Linked DNA regions of Gasterosteus aculeatus: all the other regions are linked to region 3. The links are chromatin contacts, called in public Hi-C maps. All regions are on one chromosome and are shown on one strand. The core of a region is the stretch at or near the end of the contact, and the rest is flanking DNA. Distances in the headings are between cores, read along the strand shown.

Region 1 (3,823 bases), core at 114-2,613, 400 kb after region 3:
ATACGAGAAAAATCAGACAAGACCCAATTCACTATGGGGCCTTTAACCTGAGTAATGGCCCCTAAATGAGGGGATCATCATTCCTGTGTAATCACCTGAATTTGATCAACAATGGGGAAGGGGGGCAGGGAGGGGTACTGGGGACATTGATCAGCATGACGATCTTGTGAATATGATCCCTTTTGTTTGACCTGATTGATTGGAGATCATCATATAATCTGGAATGAACATTTTACGCTGATTTCGTTGTCAACTCACTGTCCAAACAGTAACGGGTAAGGGGAGGTAGGTGGAGGGGGGGGGGTGGGGTGGCACATGGATACGATGACCGTTGCGTTGTGGGGAAATGTGCGCATTAACGGGCACTCGCTCCATTTGCGTCACTGCTCTTCTGTTCGTTTGCTCTCTTGCAACTGGCCTCATACTGATAACAGGCCATTGGCCGGGAAACGCATGATGGGGAACACCGGGGACATAACATCATATTAGGATAACTTGATTTGGTTGGCCCGCAAATTGGTCCCTACTATAATAGGAAAATAAAAGAAAACAAGAAATGCACTTATATTGCATATATTTAGATCCAGAATATATAAAGTGAAATGAATTTAAATGAATTACTTAAACGTATAACTTGCAGTATATTTGCAGTCAACATTCACATGTATCCATTCACAACACATGTATCTATGCAATAATGCATACATTGAGTCAAACGGGTAAATTCAACGACTTGTGGTTTCCATGGCGACTCATAAAAAGAGATATTAATCCGTATTAAACGTTTTATTCTAACAGCCTGCATTTATTTTGTCCCATGTCTTATATCAGATGTAAAAATCACTAAAAACAATGCTTCCTTATCCATAAAAATATTGATTTTAATGTTTTTGGTGTAGTTCTATAGGCCTTTTCTTTGTCAGTTGGTGACTCTGCAAGTCACCTGCCAGTCATCAGCTGGATGTCAGTGTGTGGGCTGACAGTGCACTTAAGATTTTAGTTTGGTCTCTAATTATTATGACTGACACAAAAGTCATAATTTTGACCAGAGCATTTTATTATTTTGTGTAATTAGTCCATTTTTGTTTTATTTTGTTGAAATAGAGATTCCTGACAAAGTCAAAAGCCTTGATGAAATAAATACATTTATGTGGTTATTTTATGCATTTAAAGCCTAAAACGGATCGGTGCAGACACTACAACGAAAAGGGCATTCGAAAAATGGCCTTTGACATAATGTAACCTTGCTTTACAAATCTTCTATTTATTAATGTATTATCTTTTACAGCCGATTCTCGGGTCATTTTCACCTTGTCTTTGTGTTGTCTTTTTACCATCATCAATCACTCCCCAATCATCCAAACAGTCATCAAAGGCAGCGGGGCGGCCCTTATCACCCCCCGTCTCACAGGTGTAGAGCTCAGTCCCCTCTCACTAAAAATGACAACAGGAGCTTTGCGCTTGTGGCTCGTCCTCGGTTTCCAGCTGAGATGCGTCGCTGTGCCGCTGGACCGCGGGAGTCCGGCGCTCCGGGACGGGTCGGATGCGACCAACGAGGCGAGCGACGAGGTGGACGCGCTGTTGCACCTGGAGGGTTTACCCCGCGCACCCGCGTCCCCTCACAAGAAGGCGCCGCAGTTCATGTTGGATCTCTTTAACGCGGTGGCAGTACACGACGGGAGCCCGAAGAGCCAGAAAGACATTCTAGAAGGAAACATAGTGCGGAGTTTCGAGGACAAAGGTAAGACATGTCCGTATGAGCTACTGGTGTTTTGTGATTGTTTGTTTTGGAAATGTGTTGGATGAGAGGGCGCCGTTGTTACACAACGGAATTGTGTTTAGCAATTACGCACGGTTACGCGCAGATAATATCACCGTTCAGCAGCTCATTTGAAATATTATGGAGTATTTCTTGACCAACAAATGTGTTTCATGTCCGTCTCCCTGCAGGTCACGCTGGAGAGAGGTTTCACATCTTCAATCTCTCATCGTTTGGTAGAGAGGAGAGAATGGTCAAAGCGGAATTCCGTTGGTTTCGAAAGAAACAGAAGTTTTTCCTCGGAAAGTCTTATGGGCCACATTTCTACAAGGTAAAATACATTTTGGATGGCATTTCTTCATGTATAACATTTGAATATTTGACATATTTTTGAGAGCGAATGGTCTACAACTCTGACCAAATAAGAACAAGGATCACACTTTTTTAGTGTCCCTTTAGTTGGTGTAGGCCCTTATTTCAGGTATAGTGCGTTGTTCCCTTTTATGCTCACAGTTTAGTGAACTGTTTGGTGTTGTGACTACAGGTGGATCTGTATGAGGTGCTGGACAGCCGAGTGAGGCCATGGAGAGGAAACCTCATCACCTCAAGATTGGTGCCCCTTTACTCACAAGGATGGGAAGTCTTCAATGTCACTCAAACGGTAACACACTCCCCATTGTTCAATCTTTTCTTCTGGTCACTACTTTGACTTCTTGCATTCAAATATTTAGAGCTGTTCGATTGCAGTGAAGTATCTCATTTTGAGACGTTTCTGCCGTGTTTCTGGCGTTTGAACTGATGAATCTCGTTCTGACTTCCAGGTGTCAAAGTGGATCCGCAACAGCCAGGAGAATGGCATCCTGGTGGTGACCTCACTCTCCTCTAGGAACTGGATACAGTCACTGGTGTCCTCCTCCAAGCAGAATGGAGAGCTGACAGACACAAATGCCTACCTGGTCATCTTCTCAGACGATGGGAGGACAGGAGCATCAAACCAGTCATACCTGGGTAAGGGGATTGATGAAACATATTGGGGATTTTACGTCATGCATTTCGACATAGTATTCAAAGAAGTAGATCTGAATCGACCAATTAAATCAGCTGCTCCATTACAGTGCGTCATAAACCATCCATTACATGATTGTACACGCTAAATAGAAGGACTCAAAGTAAAGGGCTATCGCTTGACATATGTTGACGCGTTTCTCTTTCTACAGGACAAGCCCAACCTGCAGCAGCAGCAACCGAGCTACACGAGCACCGCAGCCGGAGACGGCGTGCATCTTCCGGCTTCCTGCCCCATGGCCGCTCCCAGTCCTGCCGGCGGGTTCCACTCTTTGTGGACTTTGAGGAGATTGGCTGGTCCGGTTGGATCATCTCTCCGCGGGGATACAATGCCTACCACTGCAAAGGCTCATGCCCGTTCCCCCTGGGGGGGAATCTCAGAGCGACCAACCATGCCACAGTGCGCTCCATCATACACGCACTCAAGGTCTCTAGCGACGAAGTGGGAGCCCCTTGCTGTGTTCCCGACAGACTCCAGTCCATCAGTTTGCTATATTTTGATGATGAGGAGAATGTGGTTTTGAAGCAGTATGACGACATGGTGGCGCTAAGCTGCGGCTGCCATTGACTGGCTTTACATCTCCTGCACTCTTTAACACTCAGACAATGAGGGAGGGGAAGATTTTCACTGGAGGTGTTTCAAACAACGTATTTTCGTGCATATGTTAACTATTGTACAATTTTGAGAAATAAAACAACTATCCCTGCGCTTGTTGACTGATTAGTCAACAATAAACCTGTAGAACACAATTGGAAATGTTTAAAATGTTTGATACCTTGAATGAATGATACCTGGTTGAAATCATTAATTGTTCTTTGTCAGAGATTATTATTGCAGTAGTTTATCATCTATGGTCAGAGGTGTCACTTGAGTTTTAAATGAAGTCGAATCATAAATGCCATCTTTTCTAAAGATATTTGGAGGGGAATTGATCTGACAGAAACATGTATTTATGCAGATTAGGCCCTCAAAAAATCAATCATCAATCATTCCCTTCC
Region 2 (3,874 bases), core at 1,074-3,573, 360 kb after region 3:
AGCGCTGATGTCAGTGACACTGCAGCTGCGAGGCTCATCTACTACATCTCCACACACACACACACACACACACAGTATTAAACCCGCCTAAGTTACACACCTGATGAAGGGTGTGTGGTGTGCAGGGGTTGAGGGGGGGCAGTGAACTGTCACTCATTGACTGTAGTGGAGGAAGATTACGTGCTGACTCAGGCAAACAGCTGATCGACAGCAATCATTAGCTCAAACCGGGGCTTCCCATCAGCTAGTAGCTTGGCTACGAGGACAGCAATACACCTGTACACTGCATTTAGACGGCAGCAATTGTTCTTTATCCGCAGGTTGGAAAGAAGCCAACGTAAACACAAAATATTGCTCTACTCCTTTAACTTCTTCATTATCTTGGGATTGGGATAACTTCAATTGGATGGACAACAAATCAAAGCAGCTGAAGTCGTTTAACTCAGATGTTTTACAGCAAAAGAGCTAAACTGGAATGCAACCAAGTTTGGTGGAATAAAGTGTCAACTGCTAAAAGAATGACCCACAGAAATAACAACAGAACATTAAAAGAAGATCCCACAGTCTCAATTCTTCTCAAACAGTTGTTAACATCAGCCTCCCACATTGTGCACATCTTTGTGTTCCCACCCACAGAATATAAGACTCTTGGAGCAGTATACGCGCCACCACAGCCGAGTCTCCAAAGACCTCCTCCAAAAACACATCATCTTTGATTGTGTTGCCAGTTCATGGCTTAAAAACACCATTCTGGTGTTTAACTATGAGGCCTTTATCATTCCCCGGCAGACCTCAACAGCTCTACAGGGACCTTGTGATGACATCATTAACAAGCATACTGGCTGATAATCCCTGAGATCATGTACTAAGTGACTAGCGCCAAATCCCATGGTGTGCGCAAGGGTGAGAGAAGGAATGAGATGGAGGGAACGAAACAGATGGATGAGATGGCACTACCAAAAGCGAAGGGCTTTTGTTCACCTTTGCTACAGAAAAGAAAAACAATCCATCTGGATCCAGACATGCAAATAGGTTAATTTGCATCAAAGATATTGGCGTTTAAGGTTTCCAGGGATATTGTTCCCAACGCTTGTTTTTGTAACTAACACTTTCTATTGCACCTATTCCTGCCAAAGAAATAGTCGATATACAAACTGTCAACCACAAACAAACAACTGATTGTTGAAGGATTGTTGCTGTTCTAAATGAAACACTCAAGATTGTATAATTTCTTTATGCAGCATATGCATTCATTAAAACAGGATTAGAACAGGGTATTTTTTTCATAATCAGGATATTGCAATGACATATGATAGCACTATGCAAAAAGCATGCAACCATTAAATCATGAACCATATCAAACCTCCACCAATTCTGTTAATGCACAATAATCTTCAGCATAGATGGACATATTCTAAGCAGTCAGATGCATACTGTCTACTCAGTATGCTGGTGGGAGAAAAAACAATCAAACTACATTTCCAGAAAAACTCTTGTCTACCATTTTATAAGCTACAGTGCGCCAATTATTTTCTTCGCTTAGTAACATTTACTAATTGGCATGACACTTAAATTCCAATTCACTGGACCTCGGGGCCATGTCATCAGCTTCAAGAGTTTTGTCCAAAAACTAGATGAACTAAAAGATCCTTAACGTGAATGCAAGCTATGCTGAACTTTATTGCAATCCATCCAATGGTTGTCAATACCCTTAATACAGACTAAATAAAAATATCTGAAGCTAATTTCTTGTTCTCCCCCGTTCGGGCATCGCAACAGTTTGCTTTTTTCATGAAGTTACTCACAGTGAACAATTCACAACTTCTGATTTCACTGACTCTATAGTGTCTGAACATATGGCAGCTCAGCCTGAGTTCTTCCTCAGAACACTTGGTGTTGGTTTCAACGCATGCTTCCAACTCAGATGGCGATGTTGTCTGCGGTGAGTGCAGTATCATAGTTTTACTGGGAGCTATTGGCTAACCCTTCAGTGCTCGTCACTTCCTCAAAAAAAAACAATAGCGACCCATCCAGCTATGGATGGGAAGGTTGTGAGAGAAAGACGGGTCAGTGCCCTCACACGCTGTGTATTCCTGTAAGAGTGAACACCTGTAGCTGTTGGATCCTTCTGGCAACTTGACAAATGTGTAGGTGAGAAAAAGAGGAGATAAATAGAGAGCATATGGTGTCAATGCTTCATATTTTTTTATTTATTGCCTCTAATTATCTCTTTCCTGTAACAGACATGCTGGGGCACATATCTGCTCCTGCAGGGAAGTGAACCTGGCTTTTACGTGGTCCTTTACTACCCCCATCAGACCAGGTTAGGAACTTCAGCTTAAAAAGACAAGTTTTGTTTCCAGTAATTAATAAAAAAGGTAACAGATGAATAAGGTTTCTTCCCCAAAGCCCTCAACGATTACAGTCTGTAATCCTCACACAGTATCAATTTAGGGGGTCAGGGGCCTCACGTGACCAGAAACATCACTTCTTAACCCTAAACAGTGAAAAATGGTGTGCTGTAATTAGCTGAGTTATGGTGGACTAAAAGGCAGCAAGGCCGAGATCCTCCCTGTGGCACTGGCACGGAATGGAAAGTCTGTGGCAGTCAGTCTGAGACTGAGGCAATTCTTTCTGCATAAAAGACAGCATTTTGCTCAGTATCAGCTACTAATATACAAATGAACCACATGGATAATTACCATCAGACCCGAAAAGGGAACCCAGATAGACGAGCAGTTATGCCACATATGTGCTTCTGAGCTGCTACTTTGCCGCATGCCATTCTCATGCTCTCTCTCCCCTCTGTCTCTCTCCACCATCACTGTCAAAAAATTCCCTGCCGAAATATATCTTAAAAAAGGGCACATTTAAATCATTGAAGGAACTGAAGGAAAATGCAATCTCTTGCTATCTCCCTGTAAAAGGCAGCTGGACACCTGTACTTGTACTTGTTAGCAACTATCACAGGCCCGCTCTATTCAAGGCTCACCCACCTGAGAGCAGAGGGGCAGAGAGAGGATTCAATGCAGAGATATAAAACAACCCAAAAGCAAGCAGACTTCATGAAAAGGATTGTATGAATTAGGTCGCTCCTTGTAGACCGTTAAGCTGAAGCCGCTCTCCTCCCACACGACTCAACTGCCTATGTTTTTCATCGGCTCTTGAACGCACCAGACCACAGTGCACGGTCATGCTTTGCAAATTAATGTTTACGTACAGTAGCTATGAGACATCAAGAGAACCCTAAGAAATGTAAAATGCATCTCAAGTGTGATGGATTACCTATTAAAAGTTGAAAAAGTCTGCAACTGAAATCATTATGCTCTGACGAATGGTCCCCATAGAAATACATGTTGGAGACACACACTGAAATCTCTGTACGAAGCACTGACATCAGAAACCGTGCTGTCTGCAGACATACACACACACACCACCAGTCACGACTCATTAGGATAAATTGTTGCAGGGGGAGTATCAGTGTTCGTGTCTGGGCTGATGGGGGGGGTTTCAGCCAAGCTTTTGGCGATCACGGTCCTGATTGAGCACAGTTTGAGGCTCCGCGTCTCCCTGTAGGAATTTGGCAACCACGTCAGTACAAGGGCCTGTTATGATAAAATTGAATTTCAGCTCAGTCATGGTGCAATTTTTTCTGTCGCAATGTGCCTTGTGCAGAGTAGTTTGTAACACACCTACAATATCTTTAAAGGTGTAAAATAATAATTGTTTTTGTTAAAAAAAGCTTGTCAGTTTATGTCCATCACTTTTCCAAAATAGACTAGAAACGTGTCATGTCTAACGGAACGTTTTAATAGGAGACAACTGCATGTTTTTTTTTATTCCATCCCTGGATTGTTATGGAAGACATCGGAAA
Region 3 (3,769 bases), core at 938-3,437:
TCCTCGATATGTGTTTGAAGATTGTGATACGAGTCTATCCCCTAGCATTATGACGACCTGGGAGAACATGGTGCAGCAGAGTGTAATTTTTGAACCCTACGCCAGCATCATCCGCCAAATTGGTACCGTCTGCGTTAGTTATCTTTACGCGCATAAACAACAAATTTAACCTCTTAGACCACCACCAGTCAGTCCCCTCTTCTCTCGCTACACCGACTCTCGGCTCTGTCATTCGCTCGTGTGCCTTCTCCTACCACGGCTATGCCAATGACACCCAACTAATTCTCTCCTTCCCTCACTCGGCCACTCAGGTGGCCGAAGGAATCTCTGCCTGTCTAACTGACATCTCTCAGTAGATGTCCGCTTACCATCTGAAAATCAACCCGACAAGACTGAACTACTTATTTTTCCGGGAAAAGATTCTTTTTAGCAAGTTGTTGATCGGCTTATTTGATGAAATTGCACTTTTTTTGTTTCTTGTTCTTTTTTGTCTGTATTCTTATGGTTGAAAGGCACTTATTGTAAGTCGCTTTTATATTTAAAATAAGTCATGAGTCAAATGGAATTGACCAATGCTTAGGTGCTTAGTATATGTGTCATGTAGTAAACATTTATAGTAAACCACTATTTGAATTAGATTAGAAGCCATAATGATAAGACTTCATGAGAGAAATCTGAATTCCTCTCCTACAGTAAACATGTCTCTCAGCTTGGTTTTCCAAGGTCCCTCTCTGTATTTTCCTGAAAAATAGTTTGATCTTTGCATCCTTTGTCAATACTTGAGGTTGCATTGCCAGAAATCCTGTCTGCCTCAGTGGGTGATGCAAGTAGATTTCTCACTTGCTAAAATAGAAACAGATGGAGATGACGAGGGTTTAAGGGTGGAGTGGGTTGTCTCCGAGATGCAGACTGAGTTGTTTAAGAAAAGCACCGGGACGCAAACAATAAACATCCAATGTGTTGGTTTTTATCTTAGAGGAAATGTAATACTTTAAAGTTGACATTTTCTGTTTTTTCCAGGACTATATTTTATGCCATGGGAGGCTTTTTGTTGGTAATAGCTTTCCTCAAAGTCTCTCCATAACATCCACTTTTCATTTGAAATAAATCGAATGGCTGAGGATGGTTTGGTGGTTACAGGAGTAAACTGGTTCGTTGGTGAACTGTCTGCATGGCCCGTGATAAAGTACCGATACCAGGAGGCTATTGTGGGTCCAATGTGTGATTAAGAATGCCAGCCGAAGATGAGTGGTCATGGTTTCATACAGTTAACACAAGAAAGATCGGTTACTGCTAGGATTTCATTTTCCATTACTCTAGAATATCTTTGTGTCTGTGATAGATGTTTTCTAAACATTCTGTAACATTTTTTTCCTATTTCTATAGTTGTAATACATAAATAGGTCAGTAGATGACAGCAGCTCCCTATTTATCACAGAACAGAAGCTTTGGCCATCTTTGCCTCACAGAATGATCCTGTTAGTTTGACCTGTAGATCAGGAAAAAAAACAACGAATGATTCACGCTGATTCATTCTTCAACACTGTCTTGAACCAGCACTGATAAAATCTGATTTATTGCCCAACTCTGCTGGCACATTAACAAAAAAGTGTGAAAGGGTCTCTATGTTCTTTCTGGGCTACTTACAACAAATGAGAAACTTTATGCGTAGATACAAAAACTTGACAATTGTCAGATAATTATCCCCAGGGCATAATTAAAAACATAATAGTGGATATGATATATTCTGTATCTGCCAATAGATCCCCTTAACCCTTCAAGCTGGTCCTACAGTGAAGGCATTCCAGCTTCCTTGGATTATTTATATATATCCACAGTAATAACAAATTACAACAATATTGGAACATTACCATCAAAGCATCTTTCTTTTGTATATATGTTGATGTATCACAGGCACATTAATATGTTACCCGAAAGACAGTGATGGACATACTGTAAGCTATTGAGAGGAAAAGAATGTTTCTTTCTTTGGGCACCTTTGAATGTAAGTTATTGTAGTTGGAGTAGATGCTTCATCACATGAACCTCGGGTAAATAAGATACGCCTTAGTCCGCAGCGGGAAAACTCTCAAAAATGAGTCACACTTTAATTTCCCTGGACAGTTTAGCCTGAACAAGAACGTCCACGTTAACAGCACACAGTGGCAGCAGCGCTCCACAAAAGAGTTATATATAAAATACATTTCAACCACCTGTAAAATAAGCGTGTCCAAAGGGACACAAGACAGGGTTGCGACGGCGCCTTTCGTCAAAAAAATACATAGGATTTCTTAACTGCTCTCCGGTATAAACTTGTTTCTCTCAGTCATGGTGTGGTTTATATATGGATATATTCAGATCTGTAACCACGGGCAGCGTGTTTTGCATCTATCCCTGGAATCTTTAGTACAACTAAATCTTTTGGGAACATGCCGCCGCCATGCTGGGAGAATAAACGCTCAAAATAATAATAAAGTTTAGCGATGACAGGCTGTGCTTGTGTGTTTATGTGTTTGTCTGTTTCTGGTTAACGGAGCCAGAGATGTCTTTATTCAATCCCAGCTATCATGAATGTATCTTTGATTTCTTCACCCTAACTGTAGAGGCAGTTGCATTGCACAAGGGCTTAAGAGTAGCTGCTGCAAAGCACGCATGGCAGATGAGAAAAATGTGAGTATAACATGCCCAATAGATCCCATGAGAAATAGATCCCATGAGAAGGACATTTTCGGGGTGAAACTCTGTGACACTTTCCCCACCTTAGCCACGAAGCAAATGTTGCTAGCAACAGGTTGGCTGCTTTGTGTTTGGAGCGCAATACTACATCATCAAGGTGCCATGTTGGCCAATCAAAAAACGGCATGCTAGGCGCGCCTCCTGTTAGATTACGTTGTAGCATTACTTGTGTTGACCTGGCAAATGTTGCAGCAAAAAGCTAAAACCACTGATGCTATCATCACTTTGCAGAGTTGTTCAACCCTCTCTGTTCCCTGACTGTGCTAAACTACTTAAGCAGCATCTGAGTCTTAAAATGAGAAGTCCCACCCAAATGGGACTTTCTTTATGGTAATTCATTGCCTCGCCAACAAAGCCCACAATGTTTCTTTGATAGTTTAAAGGACTGGCTTTGTTACGGTAAGTCCAGGGCCATGAGAGAGGGAGGACCCAGGTGCAGCCTCATCCCCTCGCCACAAATACTGTCTGCTGATGTTACCTTCACCGACTCAGTGGCGAGACTATCCTCAACGACGCCAAACATGGCCTGCTCAAGTTTTTGTGTAGATTATTTTCTCTTTGAAACAATATCTGCCACAGGAGTAATATGAAGCCATTTGCTTCAGTGGATTATCTCTGAGAGGGTGGAGGATGCCAAACCCCATGCACAAAAAGGAAAATTATAGACAAACACAATGACAGTGGTATTTTTTGTGCTTAGTTTAAATATGTAAACAAATGTATGGATTTCTGAGTGTTGTTGGCTTTAGAATAAAAGAGGGAATCAAACAACTCAGAAAGGCATGCTGTCAGCAGAACTGTGAATGTAGTGAGGTCAAGACAAATTTAGAGGGTACTTTTTCATTCGTTCAGTTAATGGGAAGTTACCATATTTGGAATCCAGAGCGATGACTGAGATGCCATATGTAATATAGATGTTATATAGTTGTTTCATCACTATTGTTTTCGTCCGGCCGACTCTGCTGTAATGTTTAATTGTGTAGGGTCAAAGATGACCAGCAGGTGCCACCATCTCACCACTAGGGGGGGGGGG

What was found. A called contact is a pair of places that touch in the nucleus more often than the background predicts.
Region 1: a contact with region 3 is called in a Hi-C map of skeletal muscle, with 5 times the contacts expected there. The contact joins the promoter of LOC120819618 here to the enhancer-like site in region 3. A contact is called at or near these places in 3 of 6 Hi-C or Micro-C datasets (skeletal muscle and tail fin).
Region 2: a contact with region 3 is called in a Hi-C map of skeletal muscle, with 5 times the contacts expected there. The contact joins two enhancer-like sites. A contact is called at or near these places in 2 of 6 Hi-C or Micro-C datasets (skeletal muscle and tail fin).

What each region holds. Positions count from the first base shown.
Region 1 is chr5:4,951,181-4,955,003 of fGasAcu3.hap1.1, reverse strand. It overlaps LOC120819618 (bone morphogenetic protein 2), which reads left to right and starts at 1,363. Exons shown (of 5, transcript XM_040177190.2): 1 at 1,363-1,741; 2 at 1,951-2,090; 3 at 2,304-2,420; 4 at 2,581-2,767; 5 at 2,977-3,532. The coding sequence starts at 1,441. The coding sequence ends at 3,392.
Region 2 is chr5:4,994,555-4,998,428 of fGasAcu3.hap1.1, reverse strand. No RefSeq gene overlaps it. Among protein-coding and RNA genes, the nearest start is that of LOC120819618, 43 kb to the right of the region's middle. Within about 2 kb of position 2,323, at least 3 of the 9 cell types and tissues checked have open chromatin away from gene starts, as enhancers often do.
Region 3 is chr5:5,349,894-5,353,662 of fGasAcu3.hap1.1, reverse strand. No RefSeq gene overlaps it. Among protein-coding and RNA genes, the nearest start is that of LOC120819845, 3.3 kb to the left of the region's middle. Within about 2 kb of position 2,187, at least 1 of the 9 cell types and tissues checked has open chromatin away from gene starts, as enhancers often do.